Linked DNA regions of Mus musculus: region 2 is linked to region 1. Evidence: chromatin contacts called from public promoter capture Hi-C data. All regions are on one chromosome and are shown on one strand. The core of a region is the stretch at or near the end of the contact, and the rest is flanking DNA. Distances in the headings are between cores, read along the strand shown.

Evidence for each region. Capture Hi-C pulls out chosen DNA fragments and counts their contacts.
Region 2: a promoter capture Hi-C map of pancreatic islet shows a contact between it and region 1. The contact joins two enhancer-like sites. A contact is called at or near these places in 3 of 115 datasets of contacts at active chromatin or transcription factors (bone marrow-derived macrophages and embryonic stem cells) and 1 of 9 other capture datasets (pancreatic islet).

Annotation. Positions count from the first base shown.
Region 1 is chr5:117,376,582-117,383,254 of GRCm38.p6, reverse strand. Rfc5 (replication factor C (activator 1) 5) reads left to right here. Exons shown (of 11, transcript NM_028128.1): 7 at 395-476; 8 at 790-919; 9 at 1,342-1,419; 10 at 2,434-2,488; 11 at 3,349-4,110. The coding sequence ends at 3,445. Wsb2 (WD repeat and SOCS box-containing 2) reads right to left here. Exons shown (of 9, transcript NM_021539.5): 7 at 6,648-6,673; 8 at 6,457-6,564; 9 at 4,666-5,865. The coding sequence ends at 5,703. Among named protein-coding and RNA genes, the nearest start is that of Rfc5, 9.1 kb to the left of the region's middle. Within about 2 kb of position 2,879, at least 22 of the 459 cell types and tissues checked have an H3K27ac peak or open chromatin away from gene starts, as enhancers often do. A contact at or near this core is called in pancreatic islet, where this site is marked.
Region 2 is chr5:117,455,559-117,462,231 of GRCm38.p6, reverse strand. All of the region lies in intron 1 of Ksr2 (kinase suppressor of ras 2), which reads right to left. Among named protein-coding and RNA genes, the nearest start is that of Gm42013, 25 kb to the left of the region's middle. Within about 2 kb of position 2,676, at least 7 of the 459 cell types and tissues checked have an H3K27ac peak or open chromatin away from gene starts, as enhancers often do. A contact at or near this core is called in pancreatic islet, where this site is marked.

The DNA of each region.
Region 1 (6,673 bases), core at 1,630-4,129:
CTATATTCCTGCAGGCTGTCGCCTCTCTTTTGTCGTGGGAACTGACTGTTGCTGAGTCCTTTTGTACGTGCTGCCAGCTGGCTAGAAGGGAAGGCTCTGAGACATCCATTCTGGGTGATGAGATGCCCAGCTATATCCTCTTTCTTCCCAGAAATGTCTCTCGGCAGCCACTTCCTTAAAGCCTTGGTCCATAGTAAAGCTCTGGCTGGGGTCTGGCCACTCATGTGACACATGTTCCTAAGCACAAGTAGCTTAGATGTGCAGGAGAGTGCTGTCCCCTCCATTTTGGTGCTTTCCTTCCTTGAAGCTTCATCATTCAGGGCTCACGTGGTGGGTGAAGTCTGTGCTCTTGCAGAGGGGGCTTTAGTTAACTCTTCTGCCTGTTTCCTTTTAGTGTGGATATAAGTGAAGATGGAATGAAGGCCCTTGTCACTCTGTCCAGTGGGGACATGCGAAGGGCTTTGAACATCCTTCAGGTACAGTCACACTGCAGGCACTTAAACCATTGCTTCAAAATAGTTTTACAGGAAAGCCAGCCAGCTAGTCCACACGTTCATTCAGACTCCTAGTAAGATTCCCCTTGCCTGCACTAGCTCCCTGCCTGTGTGTTCTGATGGGAAGGCTCTGCGCTGCTCTAAGCTATGGGAGGGCGCCACATGCTGTAGTGTTCACAGCAGAGGGCAGCCCTTCCAGTGCACAGAGTTCAAGATTCCTTCCCACTGTGCTTGGCCTGTGCCTTGTCACTGCGGCAGGGCAGCTGCTGACAGCCCCTGGGCCCTCCTCCTGCAGAGTACCAATATGGCCTTTGGGAAGGTGACAGAGGAGACTGTCTACACCTGCACCGGACACCCACTCAAGACGGACATTGCCAATATACTGGACTGGATGCTCAATCAGGACTTCACCACTGCCTACAAAAGTATCCTTTTGGGCAACTGCTGCTAGGTTTAGGGCTCAGGGTGGCCAGAAGCCCAGGCTGCAGCCAGCACCTATACCTCCCAGGTGACAGGTGTCATCCCCAGGCAGAGTGCCCTTCTCCTCCTCAATGGCTGTCCGGAGCTTCCCCGTTCACAGTCTAAGCGGACTCACTGCCTTGTTGTGCAGTGAGATGAGAAGCTACAGGCGGCTGTGTTACCCTCTGAGCTGTCTGCTCTGCCAAGGCGGGGCTATCCCTTTTAGAAAAGCATGTTGAGGATCACATGGGGCGAGTTAGAATGGGGCCTGCTGCTACTGTCCTGGGATGAAGAGCCCAACTGCCAGGTCGCCACTAGGGGCTGGTGTGGAAGCCTCCCTGCAGCAGGTTCTGGAATGCTTCCCCTCCCCTTAGCTGCTCCTCCCCAGACATCATGGAGCTGAAGACTCTGAAGGGCTTGGCGCTGCATGACATCCTGACAGAGGTTCACTTGTTTGTACACAGAGGTAACTATGTGGAGCCGGGAGGAGGCACAGCTTTGGGATAGCTACAGAGTGTGACATCTTTGCCTCAGAGCAGAAACGGGAAGACAGTGACTGACCCTTAATCTTGAGCAGTTCTGAATGGCTCTGTCCAAAATCTTTGTAATATCTGTAACTGATAGGGTTAGTGGAAATGAGCCCGTGGAGGCTGTACTGTACATTTCATTCTCATTACAAGCTTCCCACACCAGGGATTGAACCCAGGGCCTTGCGCATGGGAGACATGTGGTCTACCACTGGGCTGTCTCCACTGAGCTTATTTCTGGGGTCCGTACCCAGGACTGATGCATCCTAGACATTCAGCAGACTCCAGCCTCTAAGTCACATTCTAAGATGCATCCCACAAAGGGGAAAAGATGTGTTCCTGCAAACTCGACAGTCTCCAGGAAGCTGCCTTTAAGTTCCTGCTTCCTGCTTCATTTCAGGGCTCAGTCTCAGCATAGGCAGAACCTGAGAATCACCCGAGATGATTCAGAGTGGGGAGGGGATGCCAGCCTTCGGAAGCTTTTGTCTCCCAGCCGCCACCTCCAAATGGAGAGGCTCTCAGGTCCCCAGTACTGTGAGCCTGTGTGGAATCTGTTGCTTAAGTTTGTCCTCAAAACTGGGTAACATGAGCTTTCTGGTTAGTGTATAGCTGTCACCCACTGTGGACAATGCTGACTTATTCATGTTCTATGACCACTGGGGATGGGGCCATGTATGTTTGTGGGGTCTTTATTGGTGGCATAGGAGATGGAACACTTCCTGAGCTGCCCCCAGCACGTGTGTGATAAAGAGCAGTGGCGCCCACACCACGATCAGCTCATCCGTCTCATGATCTGTATGCATGGGTCTGAGGGATGCTTGGGCTTGTCAGAAGTCGTGTGTGTGTGTGTGTGTGTGTGTGTGTGTGTGTGTATGTGTGTGTATGTGTGTGTGTGTGTGCGGCCCGCCCGCCCGCAAGGTAATCTCACTCATTTGATTCTGTTTTTCCCTCAGTTGACTTTCCATCTTCAGTTCGGATACACTTATTGACCAAAATGGCAGACATCGAGTGAGTGTGTTCCCAGTTTCAGTTCTTTGGCTGTCCCCTCTTCTTTGGCTGTCCCCTCTCCTGTTGTAAGCTCTTTAGTTTCAGCTTGTGTGCCATTCACACAAGTAGTGGGGTAGTGCCAACTGCACTGTGGAGCAGGCTGTGTGAGGATGATGAGCGCAGAGCGGTCCCTGCCTGAGCTGAGCTCCTGGCTCTCCTCACACCGGGCATGCAGGTCGTCTGGAGATGGCCAGCTACTCCACTTATTAAGGCAATGTGACATACAGGAGCCCAGTGGAGAAAAACAAACAGACTCAATTTTTCACTTTGCCCAGCTCAGTAAACACTGTCATTACTCCCCAGCGATTCTGGCAGCTGTCATTAAGTGGACAGCACACTGGGCTCCAACCAAATACTAGTATCACAAGCTCCAATAGGCTGTCACTTGCTCATGCAGGCAAAGTAGGTCATTTCCTATCACTGTGTTGGGAGTGACAAGTGACAAGATGAGCTGCTGGTGTCCTGCTTTACTGCCCTTCAGTGAACCTGCAGCTCTCTGCTGCAGTGCCACAGCCGAGGGGAATCTGCAGAGTTCCTTGTAGCAGTTCCTAAGCCTCCATCCTGTGCACCCTGCCCTGTCTGTCTGTAGAGGGCCGAGTGCAACTCAGAACCTGCTGGTGCTGGGTTTCTAATCCGGCCTCGGCAGCTTCAACCAAGAGAATGTTGGGGAGAAGAACGTTGGAGGACACAGACGGCAGTGCTAACCAGGGTGGGTCTGTCCGCTCCAGTGCCTCCATGGCAGGCCATAGCAGCTCCCACATTCTCACCCTTATAGGCAGGGCCTGGGTGCTTTATACTCAACTTGGGTTTGTTATTCCCAGGTACAGACTTTCTGTTGGCACCAGTGAGAAGATACAGCTGAGCTCCCTCATCGCCGCTTTTCAAGTCACCAGAGACCTGATAGTTGCAGAGGCCTAGAAGCTCTGAGGCCTGGCCCCTGGGTGACTGGAGGACAGAGGACATGCTGCCCTGGGCCACTGGATAAACCCAGTCACAGAAGTCTCTCTGCAGGCATTTAGGTACTGCTCTCTGTGGCTGTTTGGAGCAGGGATGGACAGGGCAACTTTAATCCATAATGATCGACACTGCTTGTCTTTATAGGGGAAACTACCCTGTCCCGTGGTGAGGGCTGCTTCAAAGTCTTTACTATCAGTCACTGGGATGACAAATTGGCTGCAGCTGAGTTGCGTCCTGTCTTCCAACTCTAAATGGGTGCTAGTAGGTTTCTAATCAAATATTTTATTACAAAATTTCAAAATCAGTCTTTTGCCCAAAGTGCTGACATGCCTATAACCTCAGGACCCAGGAGGCTGAGGCAGAATTGCCAGGCAGCTGCAGGTCAGCCTAGTGAGACAGACTCTGTCTCAGGAACAATGCAGTGGCCTTTCCCACTTTTAGAAGGCTTGCCAGCAGGTTCCAAATTCTATTGTGAAAATAGGAAAGAAACTACAACAGTTTGCCTTCAGACTGCACACCTCACTTGTTGGGGGGAATGGGGCACTGCAGACGTTCCTGCCGCACTGCTGGGCTGTGTTTTTACCAAGTCCTTCACAGGAAGAATAAAGCGTGTGTTCAGAGTTTAACCGTGCTGGGCTGTCTACCTGCATGTCTGTGTCACACTGTGTCACAGGGAACTCCTTAGAGACTATTCCTTCTAGGCCTTCAGACTGTTGTTACCTTGGGACCAGACTTCCCTTGGGCCGGATGAGGGGCACTGGAGGGCACCCGGTGCACCATGGGTAAAATGCATCTCAGGGAGGTGCTTTCAGTGTGTGCTGTCAAAGGGAGAAACTGACTTTCTTGTCCATGGAGAGCTTGCTCCCAAGTTTCAAGCTGAGTGAAGGCAGCATCCCAGCCATGTGGAAGAGTTGCCACCAGTGTCCTGCTTTCCATTTTAAAAAAAATTTTTCCCCTGAGACAGGGTTTCTCTGTAGCCCTGGTTGTCCTGGAACTCACTCTGTAGACCAGGCTGGCCTCAAACCCAGAAATCCGCCTGCCTCTGCCTCCCAAGTGCTGGGATTAAAGGCGTGCGCCATCACTGCCCAGCTACTGCACTCCTTTTATGTTTGGTTTAAACGTTTTGTTTTGCTTCTTAATGAGAGAGAGAAAAAAAGAACAGAGACAGGTTTTTTTTTTCTTTTTTTCTCTTTTCTCCCTTCAATGAAAGCCTCATTTTGCATTGTTCTTCAAATAGAGGAGACTCCTCTATGCATACACTGTACAATGTTAACACTGCCTCCATAAAGCATCAATTAAGAAAGGCCAAAGAATAAGATGTTGAGTTTCTTTTAAAATAATTTAAAATATATTAACTTTCTAAGGCAGATTTTGTGTGAGGCGTCTTGAATAGGTAGCTGCTACCGCTGTCAAAGAACGGTGCTTGGAAGGGGCTGTCTGTTTTGGGCAGTTGAACTGGAGGGTACATCCCATGAGGTCAAGCAGCAGAGACAAACACATGTGACAGACAGCACAAGCCAGTGATGTCAGCACTGACTCCACACGACTTAGACTTGGCTCCACAACTGGGCCACTTAAGAACTCTGGTTCTTCGAGACAATTGAGAAAACACAGTTGTACCTTACTATCTGCTGAGAAAATACAAATAAATATGCTGATAAATGGCCATCTGACCGTCATGCACCGAGGAACGCCTCCTCGTATGATCTGAATACTCGCTTGTTACTTCCTACACATGCAACCACTGTTTACAGGAAACAAAAGCCGGCACTAGTGTATGGTGAGGAGCTCAGCCCAGTCCACGCGCAGCTGAGCAGGGAACCAAACACCAGAGTTCCTCTGACCACAACGGAGGAACTTCAAACCATGCAGCCGCTGGCTGGAAATAGGCAGCAGAAATGCCCTACGTGGCAGGTACTTCCCAGTTAAGGGAGTGTGGCTTGGCCGCCACCAGAGAGGCTCTGGAGCCCGCTTGCCTTTATTACCCCAGCAACATCCACAACTGCACTTGGCTTCAACACAACTAGACTGACGAAGGCTGCTCACCACGGATGAAGACGAGGTAAGGCCGGCACCACAGAAGTGGGGTCACGCAGACCTACTTGCACATGCCATGGGAGGAAGGAAGGTCCACACTGGTCCAGTGTGAGCTGCCTGACTCCATCCTAGCCAGTCCCTTGTACTGCTGCTGCTGCAGGAGGTGGGGGAGCCGGCACTGCTAGAAAGTCCTGTATGTGAGGAACTCTTTCATCTTCTTGGGGATTGGCAGTGCTAGGACTTGATACGTTGTCAGGAAACTTCGGAGGGCTTTCCTGCATAAGTGCTTCAGTGAGGACAGGACCCGGGGAGCTGTCCAGAACTGGACATGGCCATCTCTCGTCCTGAAACAACAGAGACCAGTGCTTAGCAGCCCCAGAGAGCTGTTTTCATTATAATGGACAGTGGTGATTCTGGGATGACCTGAAATGGAGACTCCAAAAGCTGGAGTGGGCCCTGACTGGGAAATGCTGCAGACTGCTGGTAATGCCTGCTGTTTGGTAGGATTGTTAGAACCCAGGATTTTGTGACCTGTGCCTGTGGTCCCAGCTGGTTCATCAGATTAAAGTGGGATGAGAACCCAAGCCCAGGAACTCAAGACCAGTGAGGTTTAAGATTGTCCAAAACCAACAACAAAAACACCTTTGATGACAAGAGGCTTGCACGAGAAGGGCCTGAGCTCACACAATAACGGCCATGTACCAATTATAGATGTGATCTGTAAGGTGACCTCAGCTGTAGACTTCCCAGATAAAAACAGCATCATCGTATCTTATGCCTCCTTGTGGAGTTGGCCATTCAGGTAACATGGACCACATACAGGTCTCTCCTTGCCTTTACATTGATTACTAACATCTATAAATGGCATTACTGTTCTCCACACTTCCTTCATGGTGCACACAGAGTCTGCCCATCTGTTCAAAGCACATACATACCCTGTGGCAATAATTCCACCGTGTGGGAAGAACGTGCAGCAAAGACCATTGGTCATCGGAGCAAAGGCAACCGGAGCCTTCAGTTCCAGAGCCCAGATCCTGAGCAGCCTGTGTGGGAGACAAGTGTATGTGAGCTGGGTTGGGGCCAGCTCCGAGGCAGCTGGCTCTGAGCTCAAGCAGTCCCTCCTTACCTGTCATCTGCCACCGTAGCGAGATA
Region 2 (6,673 bases), core at 1,427-3,926, 79 kb before region 1:
CACTCATGCACACTTGAGCGCACACACACACAGTTCTAACAAGCCCCACTAACCCTTCTGCTTCCGTGCATTGCTATGAGAAAGCATTATTGACTAGGCAGCTTATAAACAACAAAAACAACTTTCTAATGGTTCAGGAGAAGAAAAATCCAAGAGCAGGCCGCTGGTGTAATCAGGTCTGGTGAAGTTTCTCTCGAGGTTACAGATACCCGACTTCCCGCTGTGCCCACACATACTGGAAAGAAAATGAGAGAACTCAGCAAATCTCAGCTACAAGGGCCCCACCTTAAGCTCTTTGACCACTGAGCATCCATCACTGACATCATGATGTCGGGGGTTTAAATGTCAACACAGGAATTTGAAGGGGAACGTCGACATCTGCTGTACTAAGCTTCCATGAGCACTGGGGAACAGGCCTCTCAGCTGATGTGACCTTGAACTTGCTCCGTAAAATGACTAAATTCTAAATTCTATAGAGACAGTGTTGAGCAACACAGAAGAAGTATCTCTGTCAACAAGCTGGTCACAGACCTAACTCCTAGAAAAATCCCAGGGTCCTTTCCCTCTGTCTTTCCCATGGGTCCCGACCAGTAAATGCTAAAACAACCTCACTTTTTCCAAGACCTGCTTCGAATGTCACCTCCTCCCTGACATCCCCGCCCCCACCCCCAGGCTCATGGAAGAATCCAGATGTCCCCCACCACAGACACACAAAACCAGGTTATGCTCAAGGCTCCCCTCTAACGCCATACAGGAATGCTACATTACTGTATGTATAATAATAAGATGATGCAGCTATTCAACTTGAGCACACACATGAAGGAACCACAGGGACATGTGCCCACCATGCCTGTTACTGCTGCCCTGCTCAGAGTAGCCAAGTTATGGGCTCAGTCTTGATTTCCATCAGCAGATGGATGGATAAAAGGAAAGATACTGTGACGTGGGGCTGGAAAGATGGTCTAGAGCACTCGATGCTCATACAGAGGACCCACGTTCAGTTCCCAGCACCCCACACAATGAGTCACAAGCACCTGTAACTCCAGTTCCAGGAGGTCTGGGCGCCCTCTTCTGGCCTCCATGGGCAGCAAACATGCACACAGAGCACATGTAAAGAGGCAGACTCTCAAAAACATAAAATAAAAATAACTAAACCTTTAAAATAACAAGAGAAAATGTGATGTGTGTGTGTGGAGTTTATTCTGCCATAAAGAAGAAAAAATTGAGCTGGTAAGATGGCTCAGTGGTTAAGAGCTGTTCTTCCAAAGGACCCGGGTTCAGTTCCCAGCACCCACGTGGCAGCTAACAACTGTCTGTGATTCTAGTTCCATGGGATCTGACACTCCCACACAGACTCACACAAAGGAAGAGCACCAATGCACAGTCAATCAATAAATAAAAGACTTGTTTTTAAAGCACAAAAATTTGTCATTTAGAAGAAAATGGACATTATTAGAGATCATTATATTAGGTGGAATAGGAAATGGGGGCGGGGGGAGACAAATAATAAAGACAGACAATATGTGACAACAGAAAGGGCTATTTAGGAGATGAAAGGAAGAGGCGATGTTGAAGGGGAGGACAAGAGAGAATACAAGGTGATAATGGCGAAAGTACAGTGTGTACGACAACGAATGTGTCATACCGAGACCGCCACTCTGTGTAACAAAGCATCCTACAAAAATGATGACGTTAGGGTTATGCGCCCATGGAAGAGCATCTACTGCGCATGCACAGGCTACAAACATGGGCGTAGTTGATGACGTTGGACTTGTGAGCCAATGGAAGAGCATCTAGGAAGCATGTGAGGTCCTAGGCTCGACCCCCCAGCACCAAAATGCACTGCTAAGTGAAGGTCACCCCATAATCCCGGCATGAGAAGCTGAGGCGGCAGAATGGCTGTGCGTCCAAGGCCAGCCTGAGCTACACAGGGAGACTGTGTCTCAAAATAAGTTTTGCTTCAGCTTTTGAGATACGGTATCACTCTCTGGCCTTGGCAGGCATGGAACTCGCAGAGATCTTCCTGCCTCTGACTCCTGAGTGCTGAGACTAAAGGTGTGTGCACCTGCATGCCTAGCTGGGGAGTCTTTTGTTTAATTTGGTTTTTTGTTTTGTTTTGTTTTGTTTTTGTAGATTTCGTTTATTTTTATTTTACGGGCATAAATGTTTTTGCCTGCATGCATGTCTGCACACCGTGTTACATGCCAGGTACCTATGGAAGCCAGAAGAAGGAGGCTCAGATTCTCTGAAACTGATGGTTGTGAGCCACCACATGAGTGCTGGGAATTGAACCTGCGTCCTCTGGAAGTACAGCCAGTGCTCTTAACCGCTGAGCCGTCTCCCCTGTGCCAGCAGTGTTTTCAAATAAAAATTTAAGTTTGTATTTAAGTGTGCATTGTATTATTATATTTTTATAATAATATAAGTTTTATAATAATATAAGTTTTCAGAATGGAACCTGGGCCACGTACCTGCTACGTGACCTGGACACCCACGTTAAAAGCCAGTTCTACCTAGGGCCCTCAGCGGCTCTAACTTATAACACAGTTGGCACGGAGCCACACCACTTTAATTATCACAAGCTAATGAGAATCAAACTTCAGCAGATTCAATACACAGGATCCCGCCCAATCCCCTGAGTGAAGACCAAATATAGTCACTCCTATGGTCCATTAGTCCTCACTCCTCAGAAAAACTAAGCCACCGACTGCACAGGCCTGAGGCTCACCAGGGACCAAATGACCCACACAAGAGCAGGTTGGACCCACTGAATTTTAATGAACAGTTTATTCTCAGCAAAATATCTGCATCGTTGATGTCGGGCAATGGCGTGACCTGGTTTTGTAAAAGCACCTGTATTGGGTTTGGGCATGCTGGTGAACGATGAATTAGACGCTATGCTATGCTATGCTATGCCTTGGTGTGGATGTGAGAATTTTAACCTGGGCTCTCTGGATGCTTAGGGATGGACTTTCCTTCATTGTGGTCAGCTACGCTGCTCGCCATAGGGTAAGGATTAGCCAGCCTGCTCTACGCACCAAGTCTGATAACATAGCCTCAACTAGATCATCGTCACAGAGAGTCTCTAGACTTTGATAAATATCCCAGGCTAAGAACAGTTCTTGCAGGCCACCAAGAAGACCCGGTAGATAAAGATATCTGCTGCCAAGCCTGAGAAGCAGAGTTCACCCTCTGGGCCTCACGGGGGAGGAGGGAACTGTTTCCCCCAGCTATCCTCTGACCTCCACACACAGGCTGTGTGCACGCATGAATGACTAAATAAATTATTATAATTTAGTAAGAGTACGTTCACTTGTGTCGGTAGCTATTTAAGTAACATAAGAAAAACAATAACATGTAGGAGATATCTGAGACTTTTTTCCTTTATTAATAAAGGAGCAAGGCTTGAGACGCCCCACCTGACACAGAGCTGCACCTGGGTGGGACGCTTAAGGTACAGATGCTGCCTGGGAGGCCAGGCTCTGAAGCCACACCGTGCGGCCTCTTTGTGCTCTTTCTCACCTCCGTAGCAGAGAACCAAGATGAACCGCTCTCACAACCAACCCCCTTTTCAAGTCACCTTAGTTTGAAAATGAGGAGAAATTGCGTAAAACCTGAAACCCTGGCTGGAGCTTCTGCACCATGACCAACACCCTCCACCCCCCACCCTCCCCAGACCATGATCCTTATTCTCTTGCCCCTGTAGAAGCAACTCCACTGGGGATGGCTTTCTGAAGAAAAGAAGAAAACACGGGCCCACACGGGGTTTCCCAGATTCTGAGGCAAGGGCAGCAAGACCCTGCATCTATTCAGGAGGCATGGCTGAGCTCCTTCCCTGGGGAGACATAAACAAATGCAAACATGGCTCCTCCTTACAGAGCCAGATGACAAACTGAAGTAAGATTCCATGAGAGGGAAACTTGGGGAACTCATGAGTTTATTGTGCTCCCTTACAAAGCAGGTGGGACCCCAAAGCGGCCTCACCCAGTATGGACTAGCGTACCCCAGCTGCGAGTCTCCACTTCAGTTAGTCTCCCACGGTTAATACTCCAGCTCCCCGGAGACTTGCCATCTGGGCAGAATTATATCCTTATACCTGGGAGGTTCGGGGAGAGCTGGACTCGCCATTGAGGGTCCAGTGATCGTCCCCACCCCACTGTCTCTAAGGGAGGCCCGTAGGTCCAATCAGGCTCCTGCCAGTGGTCGCAGTGGCCCTGATAGTATTGACAATTGCAGTGGACAGAGATCAGCCACTGCCTTATCCATACCAAGAATGCCTGGAGCCTTTTTGTTTGCTATCCTGAACTCTGCACCAAGTGTGCCTCCGGCCATGCTCTGCTCCTGACCCTGAACTTTCTCGTCTCCCATGCTTGACAATATTAGACTCCAGCCACAGACCCTGCCCACCCGGCCTACCCAACCCAACCCAGTTCTCCCCTCCTCTGCCTGCCCGCAACCCGCCCCTGCTGACCCTCGCCCTGCCCACCTTCCCCTGTCCTGTTACCCTCTGTCCTCTTTGTCCTGCTGGTTTCCTAATTTTACCTGTTTGTTTTTTAAATCACACCTGATGCTGATCCTGTGCTCGCTGCCAAAGAGCCAGAGTCCCCAGGCTGCACAGATCCACAGCAAGAAAGAAACGGTCCATATTTCCCATGAGACTCAAAGTACAAGATTATTAATCGGGATTTTTGCATCTTCGATAGCTCTCAGCTGCCTTGAGCAGGGAAGCAAGGGACCAGGTCAAGAGGAGCCGAGCGTGGTGCATCAATGGCTCTGAATATAAGAGGCCAGATGATAAATCACCGACGGCCCCTGCCCAGCTTGTGATGACAAATGGCCAGACAGACCCTGGGCGGTCTGTGGTGGAAAAGTGACTACGGAGACAGAGACTGAGACTGTGGAAGCCGCTCACATCACTCACTAACCCATGGTTCAATGACTTCATCGGAGACCCACACTTCTGAGCTGGGAAGACTGGCCTTACAAGTGTGAGGGTCAGAGGTCAGAGCCTTGGCAGCCCTGGGAAAGCTGGTGCCCGGTGAGGTAAAAATGAGAACCAAGTGGACAGCTGGGCTGGTGAGCTCCAAGTTGAGAGAGAGAGAGAGAGAGAGAGAGAGAGAGAGAGAGAGAGAGAGAGAGAGACAAAGACAGAGACAGAGAGACAGAGAGATAGAGAGACAGAGACAGAGAGAAATATTGAGGAAGATATCCAACATCAACCCTATCAACCTTGGGTGTCCATTCTCTCTCTCCCTCTGTCCTTCCCTCATTTCTCTCTCTCCCTCTCTCTTCCTCTCTCTGTCTCTCTCTCTCTCCCTCTCTCTCCCCTCTCTCCGCATCTCTCTCATGTACACACAAACCTACACACATACAAACACGGATCACATACATATATGCACACACACACACACACACAGGTATATATGCAACAGAGAGAAAGAAAAAGAGAAAGAGACAGAGAGAAAGATGAGAGAGAGAGAGAGAGAGAGAGAGAGAGAGAGAGAGAGCATGACGAGAATTCGGGACAATGTCGGTCGTGATCAATACCGTGCAAATATGGGCTGCTGTTGGCTGATATCTCTACCCCTACAGATGCCAACTCTACCGTGTCTCTATTCATATATACAATATTCATATACGTATATACAATACATATTCATATAGACAATAAATGTCTAGGAAACGATATGCAAATTCAATAAAACCACCTTCGAGGCCACATTATAAAGAGAATTAACAGTCACCACCTAGCATGGCAGTTAAGGCACGCACGGGCTCTGAAGCCCTGTAGATCTACACTCTGTCATTTGCAGGCTGTGTGGTCCTATGAAGCTGACCTACCTTTTCTGAGCCTCACTTTGCCCATCCAGGAAAGAGTGATTTGACACTTCTACCCAAGCGATCGATTGAGTGAGTGCAATGCGAGCTCATTAAGTGAGTGCGATCAGACCCCGAGTGCCCTCCCTTCAGGCTCACCTAGTGAAGACAACCCTTTCCATGAAGATGAAGTTCTAACAGGCCCATCTTGGGCAGAACTAGTAAACTAATAAAGTGATTTGGATCTTCCAAAATGAAGTCATAGGCCAGAAGGAGACCCTCCACCCTTTTGCATAAACACAATCCCTGGGCGTGGGGAGGTGGTATCAAACATGTGATTGTGTGTCAGCTATTTACGGAAGCTGTCGAGTTTTATTTCCCTGAATCTGAAGACGCTAATGGAGCGAGTGCAACAGACGGAGCCAGGGTGCCTTCCCAAGCTCTCGGGAAGGTTGGCTCTCTGCAGGCGTGTTGACGGTGGTATATTTAGGCTGTTAATCACACCCAGGAAGAGTCCCACCTATCTCAAGACAGGGCAAACCCAGCTTAGGCTCAAATTAGCAGCTAGCTCCCTACAACCCCCACCTTCCCTCCAGCCTCGAACTACTCAGGGGAGTTTGCTGGGAAAGTCTCTCCAACCCACTAAAGTTCACCGCTCAAGGTCAGCCACGAGGGCAACCTCGTGACCCACGTCCCCGGAGCTGAAAAGCTGTGTGTCAATCACCTGTAGGTATAAGAAAGCACTGTTTATTAATTCCCTAAAGAAAATCCAAGGGGAACAGCGATCAGGATTAAAGCATTTGAACAATTTCACCCATGCTGGGCATCATGGGAGCTACCACTAGGGACCTGGGAT